Regions from separate parts of the Mus musculus genome. Here region 2 is linked to region 1. A link is a contact called in public HiChIP or PLAC-seq data. All regions are on one chromosome and are shown on one strand. Each heading gives the region's core, a stretch centred on a gene start, on an enhancer-like site or on the middle of the called end of the contact. The rest is flanking DNA. Distances are from core to core; before and after follow the strand shown. Region 1 has its middle 110 kb from the start of Rab10os. Region 2 holds the start of Rab10os (RAB10, member RAS oncogene family, opposite strand).

Region 1 (4,549 bases), core at 524-3,023:
TACATCATTAAAATAGTAATGGCTTAAGATAATATTTTGGTATTTTTAGAAAATATGCATGTCAAATTGTAAAAGTTTGTTCTCAGTGTCCTCAGTTTCTACCTGTTTCCACATAATGGTGTTAATTCTTGAGGGCTTATACTTAATCAATTGCTACTCTTATTTCTGATTAATAAATAAATAAAATATGCACATGTGACTATTTAATACCTTTTCAGGCTTTCTAGTTATGAAAAGGATCCACTTATTGGCACATGGCATGAGCCTGAACAAAAAGTTAATATGGGGAAGAGAGGGGGTGTTTTTTTCCACAGAATGCTGCAGAAGCATGCTAGCTTCCAAAATGATTCCTGTGACAGGCTGACCTGTGAGTTCCTGAGTGCCCTGACAGTGTTGACAAGAAAGCTGTATTGAGCACACAGAGAAAGAGGAATCAGGGAGAGCAGCCACTTGCAAACAAGATGAAGAAACTTCTTATCTCCGGCATGGGCTACAGTAAGGAGAGCCGACCTGGTGTCAACTTGGGGACAACTAAAAATGATGACTCATGAGGCAGAGGGACTGCTACAGAGTATTGGACAAGATTTTGTCAGAGACACTGTTTTTGGCCATTCAGACCAACTCCCCTATAGCTGTAAAAGCTTGTGTACCTTACCTGAAGGCTATATTGTTAGATAATTTTAAGAGTTAAGATCACCAATCTTGGCGAGTCTTTTCATATTCACTGTAATTCTTGTCAATTAACTAATTGTGTAAATCCTAATTTAGATAAGGAACCTGCTGTTATGATTTTGTTAAAGAGACCTGCTTATGTTTTGCTGCCTATTAGAGTTAAGAAATGATCCTTGGTTTAAAAATCTGGGAATGCAAACTTTGAAAAGGTATCTACCACAGCCTTAGTTCAGCAGCTGCATACTGCTCATTTTGTTAATGATAAGCATAGGAATATTTCCATAGCTTTGTCAGAGCAACATATTATAGATAAAAAATTGGAGGCAAAGGTTAATGTCTTAGAAGTAGTAGTCTTAGCAATAGGACAGAATATAGCAAATATTAAAGCTAGAAAAACAGAAATTTCAGATATTAGCAAAAGTCACTTGGACACTTTGAACATTGATAAATTGGCCAGAGATTTAAAAAATAACCTAAGTGCATTGAATCCCCTAGATTGGGTTCAATATATAATCCTACTTGCTATTATTATTGCCATTATTTTATTAGTAATCATTGTGTTTACACTCATCTTTAGAGTACTTTTGAGATCTGTAGCTACGACGAAGCGGGACATTCTGGAACTTAGGCTGAAAAATAAAAATGAAAGGGAGAGAATGCTATACACCTACGCACACTCCAGTGAAGTCTGCTTGGCAGGCCGAGAGGCCTGGAAGCACTCACGAGGCAGAGTTTCAAGGAAACTCAAAACGGAACCTTGGCATTCTCATAACCCATATACTCATACCCTATCCCCGTGTTAGTCTGGTGTATGGATGCACGTGCTCTCTTTTAGTATTATTTTATTATAAGTGCCTTTAAAGATTGAATTCTGACATAGCTAAGCCTTTGCCAGTGTTCCAACGTCTCAAAATCCTTGAAGCCTACAAACTTGGAATTCAGTAGGAATTCAGTAAGAATGTTACCTATTCAGTAACATTCAAATTTACTTCTAATAGACAGTGAAACTAATTAAGCATTACAAAGAACAGAGCTAGAATAGCTCAGGACTAGTCTGGAGAGTGATTACCTAGGACAGTAGCCAGACTTACCCAAACAAGGGAATACACAATGGCCTAGCTAATAGGTGGGTTTACCACTTAAGAGTTAGGAAATCCCAGTGAGACAGGAATCTTCACTACAGCCAGGTATAGCAGGCTATATATTGTATATTAGAAGCAAATTGGTGAATTCTTCTGACAAAAGGAAATTCCCCACAAATACTTTAAAGAACAGCCAAGTTACACTCATATAAGAATTTATCAAGGCCTAGGAAATAGGGGGGTTGTGGTATTGCATTATTCATGAGAAGGTCTGCTAGAGCAGAACCCCCTGGTGCTAGCCTTCACAAGGCTCAAAGGAGTAGCACAAATTGTGACTTGGGTGTGAAATCCTTACCTGTCATTAGCTGACCCTAGACAGGGCTGTTTTATCTTTACTGTAAATATTACCTGGTTCCTGTAAGTCCTTTTGAAGTCATTCCTTTGTTTTGTGTCAGGTAACTTCAATGTACTTTGCCTGCCATGACAACCTAACCCTTTGTTTTCTGTATTATACAAGACTAGTTTATACTTTGTGAAAATACACTCAGATTCTACACAATCTCTTGTGTCACTTCTATTTGTCATTCGCTGACTCCTGTCCACCTGCAACTAGAGACCCGCTCTACACAGACAGAGACCAAAAAGGGTCTGTGGCAAAGCCACATTCATTGAAGAGGGAAATCTGAACCTCCAGCACCATCCTTCATAGAGACCTGTGTGCCACCACTTGGTCTACTCCAGAAAGCTCAGAACTGGAAGTTCAAGTTCTGGCTATTCCCAACTGGCAGATGACATTGAGCCCTCCTCTTAACTTCTCTAAGCCTTAGTATCCTATTACTAAAATGAGTAGGGACTCAGTGGGGTTGAGACATTCTTACAAGTGTACCTTCCACAGTTCCTCCTTGTCACCACAGGAATGGGGGCTGTTAGCATTTATGACTTCTGACATCTAAACCAGCATGAGATTTGGAGAATAAACTACAAATTGCACAAGACTTAGTAGCCATTTCAAAGTTTTAAAGATTTTTTCCAACATATTTTATTTCAGGTGACATGGTAGTTTCATGCAAAACAACTATTAAAGGATAATTCTGCAACTTTTTAGTAATTATATTGTTTGGTGTATTTTAGCTTATTAGTAGAATAAATGTGAAGCATCTTGTTTTAGTTACTGAAGAAGAGAAGCTGTTAAAAGAAAATTCTTAAATATTGCCTGTTTCCATCTATCCAAGATATCCATTTTTATGGACTAACTGAGTCAGCCCATGAAATTTTGCTGAATTTGAGCCCTGACTCCTTCAGGGAGCTTGTGTGTAGTCATGAACTGACCAAAAGGTCACCTGAAATTAGGACTGCTTGACCACCACAGCAGCCTCTCCCCTCCATCCCTATCTCTAGTGGATCACACAGACCTTGCCCTCTACACTTTCTAACCCCCACTCACTGATGTATCCCAGCCTCCAACTCCAGCAGGCAGGCATTCCCTGGGAATTGCCAGCCCCCTCTGACCAGAGAAGCATGAAGCTTCTCTTCACTTGTCAGACTACTTCTACTCCAAATCCAGTCACAAATTCTTATCCCTATCTCTGTAGGAGACAACTTGCCTCCCCCTTCTCTGTCCCCATCTCTAGCAAAAAAAACTCAGATCTTCTCCAACTGCCCTCTCCACTCCCATCATGTCACCCTCCAACTCTTGCAGGCATTCTCCATGAACTTGACAGCCAAAGCTGCCAGAGAAACAAGTAGAGCAGAGAAGAAGATAAAAGACCTTTAGATCTCCACTCTCCCTCCTTTCCTTTCTATCAAGTTCCCCAGTCTATTCCTAGCTCTGTAGTGGACTACCTCTTGGGGCCTCTCCTCATTCTCTTTCCCCATCCCTAGGAAACTAAGCAGGCCCAAGTGGAATTCTCTGCATTCCTCTTACTGTAGACCTCTGCAGAACTCCCAGACCATCCCAATACCTGGAAACACATTTTACCCAGAACCCCCAGTAACCATACTTACCCAGATCCTAGAAGAAATTGTTATCAGGCAACTTATAGCTACCACACTCTCCTAAGAACAGAAAGGGCAACAGAAACCAATGAACAAAGCACCCACCCAACAAAGACAACACCAGATATCAGGATCTAGATCAGTGGTTCTCAACCTTCCTAATGCTGCACCTTTGTTATAGTTCCTCAGGATGTGGTAACCTTTCCAACCATGAAATTATTTCATTGCTACTTCACAGCCACAATTTAGAAACTTATGAATTATAATGTAAGCATCTGATATGCAGGATATCTAATATATGATCCTTGTGAAAAAAGACCCAAAATGGGTCATGATGACAGGTTGAGAACCACTGGTCTAGAATTACAGCCTTCCCAAACACAGATGCCTAGATGGCAGCATAAAAACACAGCCAGTAACAACCAGGACAATACGTCTTCACTACAGACAATCAACCCTAACAAAGTAAGTACTGGAACATGGCTGAAGCACAAAACAAATACTTTAAAATAACTTTTATGAATATCATAGAGGTCCTAAAACAGAAAATGCATAAATAAATCCTTTAAAGAAATCTACGAAAACACAAATAGTAGAAGGAAATGAACGGACAGTTCAAGACTGTTTTTTTATTTATTAATCTTTTTTTTTTTTTTACATTTCAAATATTATTCCCCATCCCAGTTTCCCCTCCACTAACCTTCCAACCCCTACCTCTACCCCTATCCTTTGCCTCTAAGAGGGTGCTCACCCACTCACCCACCTGTTCCCACCTCACCCCTCTAGCATCCCCCCCTCTC
Region 2 (4,549 bases), core at 823-3,322, 110 kb after region 1:
TACTAATACACCTGTACACTAAAAAAATACACTATTATTGTTACTAGCACAGAGTAGAACTCTCAGGCAGTCAAGATTAACTCTTTTCTGTGTTAAATCACTTTTCTTCCTGCTATAACACCTTGTACAGGTTTCTTCATAATGTGCTTATGAAAATACATCAAGATAATGAAATGCAGTGTATACAACTAAAGAACATACAATAAGATCCTTATTGCATTTAGAAATTCACATCAATTAAGTGAAAATGTCTTGTTTTCTTTGAATAAAAAGAGTTATAATGAATTCTAATGTGTCTAATTACTAGTACACCTGGTCACTACATCACAGATGGGATGGTCACTGCATCTCAGGTGGAATGGTCACTGCATCAAAGTTGGAATTGTCACTGCATCACAGGTGGGATAGTCACTGCATCACAGGTGGGATGGTAACTATATCTCAGGTGGCATGGTCATTGCATCCCAAGTGGGATGGTCAAAACATCTCAAGTGGGATGGTCACTGATTCTCTGGTAAGACTCACTACATCTCTCAGATGGGGTGGTCACTGCATCCCATGTGGGATGTTCACTGCATCTCAGGTAAGATGGTCACTGCATCTCAGGAGGGATGGATACTACATCTCAGGTGGGGTGGTCACTGCATCACAGGTGGGATTGTCATAGTATCTCACGTGAGATAGTCACAACATCTCAGGTGGCATGGTCACTGCATCTCAGGTGGGACAGTCACTGCATCACTAGTGGGATTGTCATCCCATCTCACTTGGGATGGTCACAACTTCACACGTGGGATAGTCACTGAATCTTAGGTGGATGGTCACTGCATTTCTGTTAAGACGACTCTCTACATCTCAGGTTGGATAGTCATTGCATCCCATGTGGGATTTTCACTGTATCTCAGGTAAGATGGTGACTTCATCTCAGGAGAGACGATCACATCTCAAGTGGTCACTTCATCTCAGGTGGGATGGTCACTACATCTCAGGTGGGATAGTCAACTGCATCACAGGTGGGATTATCATCCCATCTCACCTGGGATGGTCACTACATTTCAGATGGCATAGTCACTGCATCCTAGGTGGAATGGTTACAACATCTCAGGTGGCATGGACACTGCATCTCATGTAAGAATCACTCAGGTAGAATGTTCACTGCATCAAAGGTGAGATGGTCACTGCATCTCAGGTGGATGGTCACTGTATCTCAGGTAGGATAATCACTGTCAATACATCTCAAGTGGCATGCTCACTACATCTCATGTGGGATGGTCACTGCATCACAGTTGGGATCGTCACTGCATCTCAGGTGAGATGGTTACTGCATCTCAGGTAAGAGTCATTACATCTCCCTTGGGATGGTCACTGCATCACAGGTGAGATGGTTACTGCATCCGCTCCGGTTGGTGTCAAAGGATATGGATTTGCCTGCGGTGAAGCGGCCACGGTGAGGGGAGGCCGGGCATGCGGGCGCTTCGACCCGGTGACAGGGCAGCGTATTAATACGGTACGTTCCTGGGAGGTTAGACCCGGAGATGTACAGGTAGGAACTACACCTCCCAGCGTGCCTCCCAGTGAAACTCGGGGCTACTGTGGCGTCACTTCCTATGGCAAACAGGAAGTCATGCCTAAAGCAGGAAATAACTGCAACTCCCAGCATGCTTGAACCCTAACTTCCAGACAGGAAGTTCCTCCGTTCCAACAGGAAGTGAGTCCTTCTACCGCATTGTAAATCTCACGAGAACTCGGAGCGGCAGCGTGACATTGAAGACTTCCAGTTCCGGGTTCCGCTGATCAGAAGCGGACAAGCAAACAGCGGATGTGCAGTTCCTCTCTTCGCCGAACCCGGTTTTCCCTTTCGGAGCAGCGCGACCGATTTCCGGTTTCCCCGCCGCAACCACCGTTACCCCCCCCCCGCCCCAATCCCCGGCGACTCCAGCGACGTCACCGGTTCAGCTCCTGACCTTTCGGCGAACCGCAGAACCACAGGCGACCCGTTCGACGTCATCACTCCCCGCCCAGATGTCGCTGTGACATCACCCCGCACGTGCCTGCGCTGGCACCGCGTCGTCCTGGCGAGCGCCTCCTCGCGGCGGAAGGAGATCCTGGGGTTCGCTGTGCGAGACATGTCGGCGGGGTTTCACGTGAGTGACACTTGGTCCCCACGGGATTGACAGCGACTAGCGGAGTGGCATGTGGACGTAGCTTCAGGTGAGTGACCTGTTTTTTCCCAAGAGGCACTGACAGACAGGCCAGGGACGGAGCCTGAGCGAGGGCTGGGAGTGGCTGAGCGTGAGTGACAGGGGCCTGGGGCGGGGTCTTAACTAAGCTCCTGCAAGAGACATAGATTTGCATGGGGTCTAAGTTTCATTGCTGCTCGTTTGCATGAATTTGAGTGAATTTGAATGGCTGCTTGGTTTTGTTCTACCCAGGTTTATATAACCTCCCCTGACCTGTATAAATTAGCATATCGTGTACGTTGGGAATTTGCATACGCTCATGTGACATCAGTTTCGCATGATGAAAATTTGCATAAATTTGCATAATGACAGCTCCCCTGAGTAAATTTCCATAAACATAAACGATGTTATGGCTTTACTCTGCGTGTATTTGTCATGTAAATTTGCATGCATTTGCATAAAACTGCATGACGTTATGGCTTTTCCTGAGTTCAGATGATGTCACAGTTTCCCTCCTTGCCATTGACACGTGTCCAGATGATGTCATCACCCTGTGACACCCCCCCCCCCGCATTTGTATATATTGTATATATTCTCTTGACGTCCTGGCTGGGGGTGTGCCCAAGAGTGATTGAGTCATTGTGGGCAGGGCCTTGACGCGTGTCTGACCCCACCCATTCACCCCTTCCCCCCACCCCAGGGCCTGGCCTTCATGGTCGTCCATCCTGCCTTCCCCGAGATGCTGAGCAAGGCCACCTGGCCCTGCCTCCAGTACTTTGCCGCGAGGGGGGGGGGGCACAAAGGTCAGTGGGAAGGGGCCTCAGGGTAGCTACTTTCATCTTTTTAGGAAGATGGGCGTGGTCTGTTGGTGGCCATACCCACTGTAAGTGGCATCATGATTGCAGTTCTGAGTTTGGGAGAAGAGGGTGGGTTCTGGGGATGATGGAGCGGGGAAATGAGGTCACCACACCAACCACAAGTGATGTCACTTCCTGCTTTTTGGGAGCTTTATGGGCAAGACATCAGGATGGTGGGTGGGGCCAGGCCCACTGGAAGTGATGTCATTTTCAGGATTTCTGACTTGTGGGTGGGGCTTCTGTGAGGGGCTGCCAGGAAGTCTGGTATGATGTCACTTCCAGCTCCACCCGTCCCTCCCCCAGGAAGACCCAGAGACCTTGACCCTGTGGTGGTGTGTGGCCCTGCCCCTTCCACACCCATTGCAGGCCTCGACCCTTTTCATCTTATCCCCGCCCACTTCCCAACGCCATTGCACACTTCCAGCCAAGCCCACTGTGCCTGGCCATGCCCTCCACTTCCTGTCCCGCCCATCACCTCAGGCCCTGCCTGCTTACTTCCTGTCATGCAAATTTGTGCAAATCTATTCAGGTGACCTCACTGACCCCGCCCCTGACTCCACCCCTTGTGATGACCCCACCACTGACCCACAGGCCTTGGAGGGGCTGATCCTGGAGAAGTCAAAGGACCAGGAGGACGCCATGGGGGGTGCTGTACAGGTGAGTGGGGCCTTCTGGGGACGGAGCAGGCAGAACAGAAAGTGACATCATAGGAGAAAACAGGAAGTGAAAAGTGGGACTGGAAGTGGTGGGCATAGTCAAGAAGTGATGGGCATGGTGGTTTGGTGGGCATGGCCTGGATGAACCCTGACCCCTGTGACCCCGTCCCATCCCCCAGGCTGAGCAGGAAGCAGAGCAGCACAGCGTCATCATGAGGGTAGCCATCTTCACCTGGGGCATCCACGGAGGTGAGCAGAGTGTTGTGGGCAGGTTCACAGGGTCAATGTTGGCAGTGGGGGGGGCGGGGGGGAGCGTTACTTTGTGGGGCGGGGCCTGGGGTGACGTCATTGGGGAGGGAGCTTCCTGTCTATGCCATAACTTACTTTCTGCAGGGTCATAACCTGGAGGTGGGTCTTTTATGTTGGGGATGGGGTTAGATGACATCATCAGTGTGTGGGGGTGGAACTTCCTGTATGAGGTGGGACTTCCTGTCTGAGGCCCTGACAGGAAGTACCACCCCCACCCCAGGAAGTTTAGGCCAAATGAGTCACCCAGGCCCTGCCCCTGACCCCCAAGGCCCCACCCCATCGCCTGACCCTGCCCCCTTTCCCCGCAGGCCCTGCCCAGGAAGTGACTTTCTCTCTACTGTAGGAGGAGCTGATCCACGACTACTTGGACAACAGCACACCAGCGAAGGATGGTGAGGCCCTGCCCCCTGCCTGCACATGACACTGCCCACGCCCTGTCTGAGACTCTACCAAGTGGTTCTGGGATAATAGATTGAGGGGATGGGGGCTGCATACATTTGCATGATTTTGCATATTTTGGGCTCATTTGAATAAATTTGTATAAGTT

The links. HiChIP or PLAC-seq counts read pairs in DNA pulled down with a chosen protein or histone mark.
Region 2: a contact with region 1 is called in an H3K27ac HiChIP or PLAC-seq map of epiblast stem cells. The contact joins the promoter of Rab10os here to the enhancer-like site in region 1. A contact is called at or near these places in 4 of 115 datasets of contacts at active chromatin or transcription factors (bone marrow-derived macrophages, embryonic stem cells, epiblast stem cells and 1 more) and 1 of 9 other capture datasets (embryonic stem cells).

Annotation. Positions count from the first base shown.
Region 1 is chr12:3,125,793-3,130,341 of GRCm38.p6, forward strand. No RefSeq gene overlaps it. Among named protein-coding and RNA genes, the nearest start is that of Rab10os, 110 kb to the right of the region's middle. Within about 2 kb of position 1,774, at least 7 of the 459 cell types and tissues checked have an H3K27ac peak or open chromatin away from gene starts, as enhancers often do. A contact at or near this core is called in embryonic stem cells and epiblast stem cells, where this site is marked.
Region 2 is chr12:3,233,719-3,238,267 of GRCm38.p6, forward strand. Rab10os (RAB10, member RAS oncogene family, opposite strand) reads left to right here and starts at 2,073. Exons shown (of 7, transcript NR_015551.1): 1 at 2,073-2,211; 2 at 3,567-3,694; 3 at 3,873-3,942; 4 at 4,311-4,394.